Linked DNA regions of Hordeum vulgare: region 1 is linked to region 2. The links are chromatin contacts, called in public Hi-C maps. All regions are on one chromosome and are shown on one strand. The core of a region is the stretch at or near the end of the contact, and the rest is flanking DNA. Distances in the headings are between cores, read along the strand shown.

Region 1 (6,726 bases), core at 2,493-4,992, 360 kb before region 2:
TTTCCTGCAGCTTGCACAACAAATATGCCATCTTTCACAGCTGACATTAGTGCCATATCAATTGGATTAAAGAATGTAGCCAATCCAGGAGGCCTCCTATTAGGGGTAATGGATAAACTGATTATGTCAACATTATCTTCAGCTGCCTGTAAATGTGATGCAAGGAGTTGTTGTCAACAGTGCTGTAATATAGCATGCTTAATTTAGAAATTTAAAATGCTTCCCCTGAGTTCCCATATCTTTGCCAAGAATATCACAGCCAAAGTTTTAATAATGCCATGGAAACTTGCAACATAAATATATATCGAACACCTACGAGAATTTTAGTCAACACATACAACTGGTCATCACAGAATTCGAACTTCCAGAGGCAGAGCTATTCAGTAAATTTGAACAGCTTAGAATATTCTCTTATAGCTAGTATATGCTACAGTAGTTGATCTCTTCGCGTGTCAAGCCCATTAGATAATCATTAACATGCCTTTTCTCATATGGGGATCACATTCAAAAGTGGTCATTAGTTTGTGCTTACACCAACAGAAGATAACCAGCATGCAGAAAGAATGTTACCTGATCTATTGCAGCCACTACATCAGCAGCAAAACCTCCAAAACCTTTGTACAGCGCTTTATAGACAGCGATGCTGAAAAATAATTTGTATTCATATTTGGAAATAAAATGAATTACATTATCTCTCTAAACAAGATATTAGACTTACTGTGCACGAGGAGCCATTCCACTTGCATTCCCAAAGTGATGCCCAGCAACAATAACAGGTATGCCATGATTACCAGCCGCGATGGAAGCTGTGTGGCTGTATGCACAAATCTTAGAATCAGAAATAATAATCTCAGAAAGTGTCCTCTCAACGTACATTCGGTGCGGTAATTTATTATTCCTTTTTAAGCAACTTTAGTTATGGAAAGCCAATGCTTGAGTTCAAGTTGAAAGAAAGAAACCATGGAAACAGAACAGCAGTACAGCAATTATGTAGTGCTCTCCCGGTACTTATGCATAAATCATTTCAACTTAACAGGATCTATCTATTACTAGCATGAGTTCAAGTTGAAACAAACAATGGAAACAGAGCAGCAGAAAATGACGGTTTCTCCTAGTATTTCTGCATAAATCATTTCTTAAAACTTAATGGGATCTATCTATAGCTAACATGACTTGTACCTGAGCACTTACATGGTATGACCAGGCCACGTTCATCACCAAAAAGAAGAGAAATAGACTAGGCGTTCATGCAGTATTTAATATTTGAATGAAACTTCTGAGTACAATTAACAGAATTGAACAGTTAAACAAAGAAGAATAACTGCAGTTTACTGGAGAAAACAACCGTGAAACAAAAAAAGGTACATATCTGACTGCACAGCCAGATGCAGTAGTAGAGAGCATTCATTGTCTTTGTTTATAGTGACCGTGATAGGTAAATCAGAAAATAATACTTACGTCCCATGGCCATCACTATCAGATGGTGAAGCAAGATCTTGTGAGGCATTGAAGACTCCTCGGGTTAATGCAGATGCTGCAAAATGACGAGCTCCAACAAGCTTTCTGTTGCAGGACCCAGATGGAAAATCACTTGTAACCTCACAATTACCAGAGTAGTGAGCAGGAACTGGATAATTGTCAGCTGTCAAGTCATCTGAAAAGCTAGGATGATTTGGGTCGATTCCTGTGTCAATGAGGCCCACAACAACACCTTGGCCAGCACATTGTGGACCACCATCTTGAACCCATGCACCTTCTGGCAGGCCAAGGAATTCGGGGGTATAAGTTGTTGCCGTCCTAACAGAGAAATCCAACATTATGTTTGCCACTTCTTTTCTCCTATTTAGCTTCTCTGCCTTTTAATGCAAGCAGAAAACAGGTTAAAACGTGTATAAGAAATAAGTAGATCTGAACAATCTCCTACAGGTTCCAGAAAACAGATAAGAAAAAAGGGAAGGAGGATCTACAAGGTGCAAAAAACAAATAGTTCATAGTTCCATGAATTTCCCTATTTTAACATATTGGCAGCATGATTAAAATTTACGAAACATTTCATGCACTTTTCTTTGACAAGCGATAAGCAGAAGTAAGAGTGTAACACTACAAACTAATCTCATAATAGTGCAGAAATAGCACAAGGAACAAACATAAACAATTATATACCTGCTGAGGAGTGAGGACAACAGCAAAACCATTGATCAAGTAGTGGTAACTGTACAATTTTATGTAGTGCTCTCCTCTTAGTGTCTTCTTCAGGAGCGAATTTTGAAGGCGCACTAGGAGTGAACCATAATTCACAGATTCAGGTGAAGCATGCCTGCATTACCATGGTTAATATTAGAATGAGAAGGAAATAAATCGCACTCATGTCATTCCATGGAAAATAACTGCTGGACCTTCTCAGATAAGAAGTTAAATCAATAATTAATCGTCAGAAAATATACTATTTTTAGCCAAAACCTGTTGAAGAATGACACTTCATTGTAGCACGCAACAAGTAGACGAAAGTAGAGACCGGAAGAATTAAGTTATGTCAATCCAAAAAGGAAAGACATTCTAAAATCAAAATTTTAGATATTCTATGGGTACTTTCAAGTTGTTGTTAATAAATGTACTGGCTAGTAAATAAGTACTACATACAGTAGGAGTATGTTAAGATGACTGCACTAGCCAATTGTCAAAACAAAACAAAAAGGTGCACGGTTTCCTAAGAAAAAAGGGTTTCCAGCTGTCTCTCTCTCTCTCTCTCTCTCTCTCTCTCTCTATATATATATATATATATATATATATATATATATATATCTTGGGAGTAAAGTGTAAAGGTGACTTCGGTTAATTACTGTACTGATAAATAACCTGCAATTTTCACCTTAGAGAAACTAAGTGGGCCTGATCAAATATATGGTTGAGAATAATCAGTTCATACATTGATGCAAATGAGGGTAAAAAAATGAATTTCAACTAGTAGTAATTACATACAATGTAAACATAGTAGTCGGCTGATTAAGAAATACGGCTGCAGTGACATCCCAATCACCTGAATAATACTAGCATAATCAAATTTGGCCAAAACTGCCCCTGATTAGTAAAGTGCTATTTTCTCGGGGGAATCAGTTTTTCTAAGAGCAAACTGCGGAATCGAAGAGGCGAAAATCACAGGAAAAAAAGTGAGGGGGGGATTGATTGACACTATATAGACGCACGAGAACTGGGGAACTTTTCGGCAAGAGAGACGCCCACCTCGGCTTCCTGAGGATGCTGGTGGCCGGGTTATCCCCTCCGCCGCCGCCGCCGCCGGCGGCAACGCTGCTGCTCCCAACCCTCTCCGGGTCGAGGCGCTTGTGGGACACCGCCGCCTGCTGCATGGTCACAATGTACACCGCGGTGCCCTCCTCGGAGCCGCCGCGTGCGCCGGCCAGCAGCGCCACCGCAAGAACCGCCGCCCACAGGAGGGGGGCAGCCCGCTGCTCCCTCCGCGCCACCCCCATTGCCTCAGAGCGCGCCTCGCCGCCCCGAAGCTCCAGAGGGGGAGGGGCGGCAGGAATCCCCGAGGAAGATTAGCTGCACCCGTCGCCCATGGGAGCAGGAGGACTGGTGGTGTTGCACGCGGCGGAATAATGGCGAGGGGCGAGCGAGGCGTGCGCTTTTAAGCCGTGTGCCCGAGTCAAGCGTGGGGAGTGGAGGAGGGGGAGGGGAGCACGCAATAAAGAAGTGACCACTGCAGCGGCCAAAGCACTCCTCGCCTGCTGCTGCTGCGGTGCTGCCGCCGCTTTGGCGTGGGCGCCTCCACCTTGTTGGTCTTTTGTTGCTGTGCGCCGGTGCCTCCTGGTCCTGACTCCTGGGGTGTATTCTGTATTGTGCTGTAATTTGGTGGTGTATTGGAGTATCATGATACTACTACAGTATGCTTGTGTGAAAGGGGTGGAAGGTGGTGGCTACAGTAATAACAGGATCAGCTTTCCGGGAAGGAAGAAAGAGAGATGATGTATACTACGTACGTACGTACGTACGATGAAAATGCGTACTGGTACGATCTTTGGGGAGGGGACACCTCATATTTCGAGGAAGGAAACTTGGGGGAGGGGACACCTCGGATTTCTACAGCCTCGGGAATTGCGCAGTGATTTCCAGCTGTTCGCCCGCCGGCTTTGCACCACGTCTACATTTTCACCGTAGAGCAAAGGAACTCGCACAAAAAACGGTGAAAAGAAGCTTCCGGTGCCAGTTTTTTTTCTCAGGAAAAAAATAACTTTCCTCCTCCGATTTCTGTTAGCACATATTCAAGTCGGACCCATAAGTCACCCGCATCCGTCCGGACTGTGGGAGCCATCCAATGCGAGATAGTCCGGACATGATTTTTTTCACAAACCGGAAAAAGCGGGGCATGTTTGCGCGAATTCGGACACGAAAAATGTCATCATCCGTCATCCCTGGCCCATCCAAAATCCTTCATGGACCATGTGACCCAATCCTCCTCATTTTTCTCCATTTTTTCTCTTGCCTTCGTTATCGCTCCACCACGCCACACCCCTACCGGAATTCCGCGTCTCTATCACCCTCCGGCGCTCTAGCGGGCTCCTAGTCGGTTCTCCTCCGTCTCCGTTCAGCTCATGTCCTCTGACCGCCCCGCCAGGTACCATCCTCTACTGGTATTCTCATAATGCTCGGCAATTGTTTGATGAATCGCTGGAGCTGAAAATAGTTGTCCCTTCTTCTTTCTACCGATGGATTTCGATTTGAGGTACATATACGAGCATTATGTTGAGTCGTCGAACGAGGAGGACTACTCCTCCCATGAGACGGCGATGATGCACGTGGTCCTTGAAACGCAGAGCGTGCGGAGGAGCATGTTCTCAATTTCAAGGGCTCGATCAAGGGTCATCGAGTGCTCAACCGCAACAGCACGCGGGGGCATTTGACACTAATGGTCGACTACTTTGCCCTCGATGCACTATTCGTTGACCATTTTCGCTGGTGTTTTTGGATGTGCATCATTGTCTTCGATCGTTTGTACCATGGTGTCCAATCATACGATGACCACTTCATTCTGAAGAAGGGCGTCGTAGGAACGATTGGCTTCTCTGGTTACCAGAAGTGCACGGTCGCACTCCGGATGCTTGCATATAGCACGACCGCTGATTCGTGGGACGAATACCTACGGATGTTTGAGAGCACGTGCGAAGGTGTCATGGTCATATTTGCCACTGCTATGGTCGAGGTGTGCCGACCTCGGTACCTGAGAGAACCAACTGTGGCAGACAGCGAGAGGCTCTTGGCAATCTCCAAAGCAAGAGGGTGGCCAAGATTGCTTAGATCTCTTGACTATATGCATTGGGAATGAAAGGACTGTCCGAATACTTTACAAGGGAAATATCAGGGTCATATTAAGAAGCCCACCATCATTCTTGAAGTAGTTGCATCACATGATCTTTGGATTTGGCACACTTTTTTTGGCATGCCCGGGTCTCACAAATACATTAATGTGTTGCACCGATCGTCGTTATTTAAGAGGCTGAGTGAAGGAAAAGCTCCTACTTGTCACTATACTATCAATGGACATGAGTACAATATGGATTACTATTTGGTTGACAGTATCTATTCTTCATGAGCTACCTTTGCCAGCACCATCTCTAACCCAAAAGGCTAAAAAGGCTCACTTTGCACAAGAGACAAGAAGCAACTAGAAAGGATGTCAGAGAGGGCATTTGGAGTTCTGCTTTTGAAGTTGTTCGTGGACATGCAAAACAATGGGATCTGAAGACCTTGTGGGAGGTGATGACATGTTGTGTAATCATGCACAACATGATCGCCTAGGATGACGGTGATGATGATGATGCATCTCTAAAATTTAAGGACATGGGTGATCCTATCCAACTTTCGAAACAAAATCTGGCCACATTTGAAGAGTTTATTCAAATGCATCAATAAATCCGACGTCGGCCAACTCACGAGCAGCTGAAGGAAGATTTGATTGAGCATCAGTGGGCGGGAAAGGGGACAACAATGTTGGGATGTAATATTTGAACTTTTTAAATTTCGAACTAGTGTTGCATGCGCCTATTTGAACGTCTGTGCCCTTTGCATGCGGCTATTTGATCTTGCGGACTTGAAAAAATTAAGGAAGGTCGGATGTACCGACTACGGTTGGATGGAGACCTCCTGCATCCGTGTTCGCGAATTGGTCCCCCTTTCCGCGGACAGATGCAGGGGAAATTTGCGGGGTGCCGTTGGAGATGACCTTAATAGAAACCCACGTTTGAGGCTACAACGAGACCCTCATGACCCACAAGTAATCAGTCATAGTCCTTACGATAAATAAGAGTGCCAAACCCAATGAGGAGCAGAAGGGAATGATAAGAAGTTTTCAGCAAGGTATCCTCTCCAAGCGCTGTGAGTAACAATGATAGATAGTTTTGTAGCAAGATAATTGATAACAAGTAACTAGTAACAATAGTAGCAAGTGTGTAACAGTCGGGATTCTTGCTAGGGACTAGCTGATGCCCCGAACGTTGTTGCGGAAATGTTTGCAAAATATGTATATTGTGTTTTGTTATTGTATATTTGGTCTCATACTTGCATGTTGAGAAAAATAGGTAGTGGGCGCTAGCTAAATTCAAATGAGATGATTGATGTACAAATGATAACTAGAAAGTAAAACATTAAACGATAAGAAAAATTTCTCATAGGAATTTGTCTCGACGTCGATGATGCCCGGCCCGCATCCTC
Region 2 (6,430 bases), core at 2,234-4,733:
TGTTTTCTCCCCAAGTGTGCACCATTGCGAAGGTTCGCCGTTTCGAAGCACCAAGCGATGATCGGGTGCGATAGACCCTAGATTCGCATACAACGGGTGTAAGCTAGTTTTGCACGTGTAGATTACTTGGGTTAAACTTGACGAGCCTAGCATGTACAGACATGGCCTCGGAAGACAAGAGACTTAAAGGTCGAATATGGGTCATATAGTACATATGATCAACATGGAGATGATCACCATTGAAACCACCTCATCTCACGTGATAATCATACTTGGGTTGGTCGATTTGGATCATGTAACACTCGAACAACCTGAGGGATGTTGAGTTGAGTGAGAGTTCTTTAGTAATATGATTAAGTGAACTCATTATCATGAATATAGTCTAAGTTGTATTTGCAAAGTATGTTGTAGAACAATAGGTTGCATTGTAGCTCGCTCCCCTGTACTCTTAATACAATCCTAGAGAAAACTAAGTTGAAAGATGATAGTAGCAATTATGCGGACTCGGTCCGTAAACTAAGGATTGTCCTCATTGCTGCAAAGATGGCTTTTGTCCTTGATGCACCGCTTGGTATGCCACCCCCTCAAGCATCATATGTGGATGTTTTGAACATGTGACAGACACGCTTTTGATGACTACTTGATAGTTTAGTGTGCCATGCTTTACGGCTTTAAATTAAGGCTACAAAGACGTTTTGAACGTCACGGAGCATATGAGATGTTACATGAGCTGAAATTGTGATTTCAGGCTCGTGCCCGTTTTGAGAGGTAGGAGACCTCCGACAAGATTCTTTGCCTGAAAGATGAAGGAGAATAACTCAGTTGGTGAGCATGTGCTCAGATTGTACTGTTGAGGCTCTGCTAATGTTTTTGGGTAGGATGGTATCAAGTATCATTGTTAAAGAAACTACAATGTTCCTTAACAAAATATTTCTACTTCTTGTAATATCCAGGTATTTGCTCAAGAATTCCTGAAGGACAAGCTCACACCATTCTACAAGCTCCTTCCGTCTGTACATACTTAGGCTATTTGAAACCCTAAGGAGGGAGGGAGGAAATGGAGGTGGCGGCCGGTGGCGACATACATACCTCTGGCGATAAGGCTAGGGCGGAGGTCGAGGTCGCAGCGAGGGCGCAGGAGGCATCGGGGTCGAGATCGCTGCGCGGGGTCGAGGTCTCCACGTGTGGGGAAGCACAGTCGATGCGGCAGCAGAGGTTGAGGTCGTAGCGAGGACGGAGGAGGCGTCGGGATAGAGGTCGCCACACGCGGGGCAACACAGTCGTCGGGGCAGCAGAGGTCGCGGGGGGTCGCGACGCGCGGCAAGATCCTATCGTGGGGATAAAACCTTATCGTCGGCGAGGGATCTTGTCGCGGCCCCTCCCCGCCGGCGAGGGATCTTGTCATGACCCTCCCCGCCGGCGAAGATCTTGCTGCAACACCTTGCCACGGCGAGGGAGTAAAACCCTAGCGAATGGGATAAAAATTGAACCGGAAATAGCCAACAAATTCATACCGAAAATAGCCAAGAAATATTTGGAAGGGAAAATCATCTCAGTTCCAAAGAAAAAAAATCTTCCAAAAATGCCCCTCGGGGTCTGATATAATACACGTGACATCAGCGTATTGCATCGGATCTGGACCGTCGAACTCGCTCCGAGGGACGGTCTATATCGACCGGATGCACTGTAAAATGACTCGATAAAAAAAGGATATGCTGGGTAAAAGAAAGGAAATTGTGGGCTCGTGTGAAGAAAAGAGAGCCTTAAAAGAGAGAAATGTTGCTGGGTACAGAAAATCGTGGGATCGTCTAAAGAAAAGAGAATCTTCAAAAGAGAGGGCTTGCATTACATTCGTTTTGTGCATGGCTAATTGGCACTCTAATGCGGGATGCACTGCATGGCGGGTTAATTGGCTCTTAAAACTGAATGTGCAGGATTATGCGCTGCAATTAATTCATCCGGGTGTCCAATAATTAACGGGGCCGCGTCTTCATGGATGGTGTTTATTATAATTGATCTACAAAAATCATACCAAAACAATCTTAGACAAACAACAGAACTACGAGTTCATGAATGGATGGATTTTTTTAAAAACACATATTAATTGCATAGAGCAGATGTAGCTCATACACTCAAAACTCGACAAAAGGACTCGGAAACACATGTGTTTCAGGATCTTTGCGCAAATATCTTAAAAACAAAAAAATAATAAAATCTTTGAACGCCCTTGTACACATCATCTTTGATGCTCGTCACTGAGCACCATCGCTGCCGAAAGACATTGAAGACAGGGAAGACAAGCAACCCCACACACCATGTCGGCCAAAGCACCATAGCTGAAGCAGCCTTGTGAGCCTATTGAGTGGCCCATCGCAGATGGATGATGTTGAAACTATGTGAATCGTCGACCGAGGATCATTCCCGTGCTCACCGGATTGCAAATTGTAAGTCTTCGCCAAATGTCGTTGGATAAGAGAGTCACACCTGCTCGTCATCTTCCACAAAACTATCAAAGCCACTGTGCCCTAAAGTTCACCGCCGCCATCACAAAATGAGGAGGCGACCACAACGGTCGAATCATCACTATGCAAGCTCCCGGATCCCGGAGAGGCAACAAAGGGAACACCACTGAGATGGAGGCGGAAGCTAGACACAAGTTTGGTGGCTGACTATTCAAAGAACCACCAAGATCTTGCTGGGCACACGCAGTGGCGGAGACAGGGGGTGCCAGCCAGGGCCCTGGCTTCCCCTAACATTTAGAATGAATAGTAATAATTATTTTTTATGTGTTAAAATGATGTTTTTTGATGAATTGGCCCTCCCTAATAAGGTTTAACTATACTTGGCCCCCCTTATCCTAATTTTCTGGCTCCGTCACTGGCCACACGTGACCCGCGAGAAGAGCACGGTTCCTCGTTCTGTCGTCCAACCCTATGAAAGCCTTTTTGTGGACACACCAACTATCTGTTCATTTGTAACGCACGTGCATATGTGTTAGTTTATATAAACGAAAAAGTAAAGAAAACAATAAAGAAATAAAAATAAGTAAAAGGAGGGGAAATCCTAAAATCAAAGAAAAATAAAAACCGTTCGAAAACTAGAAAAGGAATAAAACAAAACAGAAAAGAACGGGAGGAAGAAACACAGAGCGCTGTGAGAACCCTACGGAAGAAAAGAAGAAAAAAAACTATCAGACTCCTAGCGCACCGTACCTCGGCCGGCCCAACTTGAAACGGGCAAATTCTCGTGGGCTGGGTCGTTTTCCTCCACAAGAAAGAAACTCACAGCTTTTCCTGATGAGTAGCACACGCAGCCGGCCCGTTCCAAGATTGTATTTTTACCCGAGAAAACTTGTAGTCGACCCCTACTCGGGGTCGGAGCTCAGAATCGAGTCGGAGCAGCAGCCACCTACCATGACGTACCAATATAAAAGGCCAGGCGCGCACCCTATTGTCTCCACCAGAAAACATCGACGAGACCAAACAAAAATCCGTCGGGAGATCACTCGACCGCTTCAGCCAAACGACTACGTTCGTACCACGAGACGAGATCGATCGCGAAACAATGGGCTGCACCATGAGCAGGTTCATCAAGGCGACGGTCGCGGTCGTCTTGATGGTAATGATCTTCACCTCCGGCGCAATGGCAGCCGGCAACTTAGACGCCACCCGGATCAAGCAGCTGCCGTTGTCGGACGGACTTCTCCAAGGGCCAGAGAGCGTCGCCTTCGACGCCCAAGGCCACGGCCCGTACAGCGGCGTCTCCGACGGCCGTATTTTAAAGTGGAACGGCGACAAGATAGGCTGGACCACTTACGCATATGGCCCCGGCTACGACGAGGACATGTGCAGGGCTTCGTATTTCCGCCCGGCAACTTCCACGGAGAGTAGATGCGGCCGGCCGCTTGGCCTACAGTTTCACCATAAGTCCGGCGATCTATACGTGGCCGACGCCTACAAGGGGCTCATGCGGGTTGGTCCTGGTGGAGGGGAGGCAACCGTATTGGTCAATGCGATTGATGATCTACCTCTCCGCTTCACCAACGGGGTCGACGTCGACCAGGTCACCGGCCAAGTATACTTCACCCACAGTTCTATGAACTACGACAGGACAGACCACGAGATGGTCACGAGGTCAGGGGACTCAACGGGGCGCCTCATGAGGTACGACCCACACACCGGCGATGTCGCGGTGCTCCAAACACGCCTGGCGTACGCGAACGGCGTCGCCATCAGCACCGATCGGACGCATCTCATCGTCGCGTCTACGGGGCCGTGCAAGCTGCTGAGGCACTGGATCGATGGGTCCAAGGCGGGGACGTTTGAGCCGTTTGTCGATCTCCCGGGCTACCCCGATAACGTGAGGCCCGACGGGAGGGGAGGTTACTGGGTGGCGTTGCATGGCGAGAAGAATGAATTGCCGTTTGGACCCAATAGCCACCTGCTTGCTGTGAGGGTCGGAGCGGACGGCAAGATCGTCGAAGAGATGAGGGGGCCCAAGCGTGTTCAACCGGCAGAGATCATCGAAAGGGGCAACGGCAAGATTTACATCGGTTCTATTGACCTCCCATATGTGGGCGTGGTCACTCGGAAGTAGGAAGTGCGGAATAATATATATTCCGCACGTAAATGTAATTACTTTTTATGCACGTAATTTTTATAGCTTATCTAATAGTATTGTCTTTAGTTGATCATCGATCAGACCCGTTAGAGTGTTTTTTCTTGGTAGCAAGAATCATGAGCTTCTTTGTTGTGAAGGTTATCGATGGTAAATGCATTTTTCATACAAACTACTGTTCAATAATCTGATGCAGGCTTTGACAATGATTTTCTGTGTTGAGCGTGTTTGTTTGCACCATAGAGAAGACTTCACAACAAAAATATATGTACCCAAAACTATTACTACTTGTTATGATGTTATCCATGCCGATGCCCACGAACTTCTCTGCGATGAACTTCCGTCCATGCCGACGCCCACGAACCCACCGCTCCCGCCGCAGCAGACGGCAGCACGTATGTTACCTCGGTCGCCATCGCCTGCTTGCATTGGGGCACGCCGCCTTGGCCTCCATGATGGCCATGGAGCAGTATCCGGCGCAGGATGTACGTCTTGGCACTTGCCGACGTCCCGGCTGGTGCCCAGCCGGCTCGGCGCTGGCCACCGGCGTGATGGTGCGATGAGAAGCCCGTGTGCGCGCACGGTATAAGTTTCCGGTGCACGCACGGCAATCCGTTCGCCGGAGGAAACCATGATGATCAATTAGGTGGTATCGGAGTGACTAAACAAACCCATCGTTCTCGGCTCCAAGTTCTGCTATATATTTCGTCAAACAAGTTCACTCATTTTTATCTATCTTTATCCTGGTCCACAATTTAACTCGCTCTTGGTGTCACCGTAGAAATGCAATACGACGTGCTAGTAATTGGCTCCGTTGCTGAACTAGATCAAACACCATTCCCAGTTGCTCGCCCATACCAACATTCTTAGCTATAAATACCAACACATAGTAGCTCCATCTCAACCAGCTATGACCTGACGACCATCAAGCGCCCAAATACCAACACATAATACCTCCAACCTTTCCAGCCGAGTGAGTGGGCATGGCTACAATAGGTGAGTTCAGGCGCGTGTTCTCGGCGTTCGACCAGGACGGCGACGGCAAGATCTCCGCCGCCGAGCTGCAGCTCTGCATGAAGGCCGCGCTGGGCTGCGACATGTCGGTCGAGGAGGTGCAGTCGCTGATGGCGTCCGCGGACACCGACGGCGACGGGCTGTTGGACAAGGAGGAGTTCCTGAGGCTGGTGCTGGAGACCGAGGCCGGCAAGGAGGAAGAGGGGGACAGGTGCAGGGAGGCGTTCGGGATGTACGAGATGGAAGGGAGGGGCTGCATCACCCCGCTCAGCCTCCAGCTGATGATGAGCAAGCTGGGGCTGCACCTGGCCGTCGACGAGTGCCAGGCCATGATCCGCCGGTTCGACCTCAACGGCGACGGGGTGCTCACTTTCGACGAGTTTAAGACCATGATGATGATGGGATGAGCTCTAGATTATGCCCACACAAAAACTGAACTTTGTATACTTTTTTCCTATTTGATTTTAATTCCATAATTTCTATCTTCAATCAGCTGCAGATACAATTGTATTGTTCTATAGCCAACTAGACTGGCTTACCATCCCAACACACACATCCCGTGATCCCTTGAGAAAAACAAAGTGTCAAACCAAAAAAGATGAACAAATGACAATGCTTCCATTTCCAGTGCTCCACTATAAATATCAATGGATACCTGGGAGGGACATGACACATCTATAAAATGTCCAACGACGAAAAACATCTTTCCAGCAGTAGACTATAAATCACACTTACCCATCATTATTCCAACATACCTGGTCCTAATAAAAACAAATGGACCAGACTCCACACTTGACTC

What was found. A called contact is a pair of places that touch in the nucleus more often than the background predicts.
Region 1: a Hi-C map of seedling shows a contact between it and region 2, with 2.3 times the contacts expected there. The contact joins the promoter of LOC123444515 here to the promoter of LOC123440302 in region 2. A contact is called at or near these places in 2 of 6 Hi-C or Micro-C datasets (leaf and seedling).

What each region holds. Positions count from the first base shown.
Region 1 is chr3H:502,066,373-502,073,098 of MorexV3_pseudomolecules_assembly, reverse strand. LOC123444515 (subtilisin-like protease SBT2.2) reads right to left here and starts at 3,742. Exons shown (of 10, transcript XM_045121248.1): 1 at 3,241-3,742; 2 at 2,164-2,317; 3 at 1,459-1,856; 4 at 719-814; 5 at 571-643; 6 at 1-146. The coding sequence starts at 3,488.
Region 2 is chr3H:501,702,721-501,709,150 of MorexV3_pseudomolecules_assembly, reverse strand. LOC123440302 (protein STRICTOSIDINE SYNTHASE-LIKE 10-like) reads left to right here and starts at 3,483. Exons shown (of 1, transcript XM_045116879.1): 1 at 3,483-4,616. The coding sequence starts at 3,565. The coding sequence ends at 4,596. LOC123444512 (protein PAT1 homolog 1-like) reads right to left here. Exons shown (of 5, transcript XM_045121245.1): 5 at 6,231-6,430. It overlaps LOC123444513 (putative calcium-binding protein CML23), which reads left to right and starts at 4,827. Exons shown (of 1, transcript XM_045121246.1): 1 at 4,827-6,406. The coding sequence starts at 5,601. The coding sequence ends at 6,038.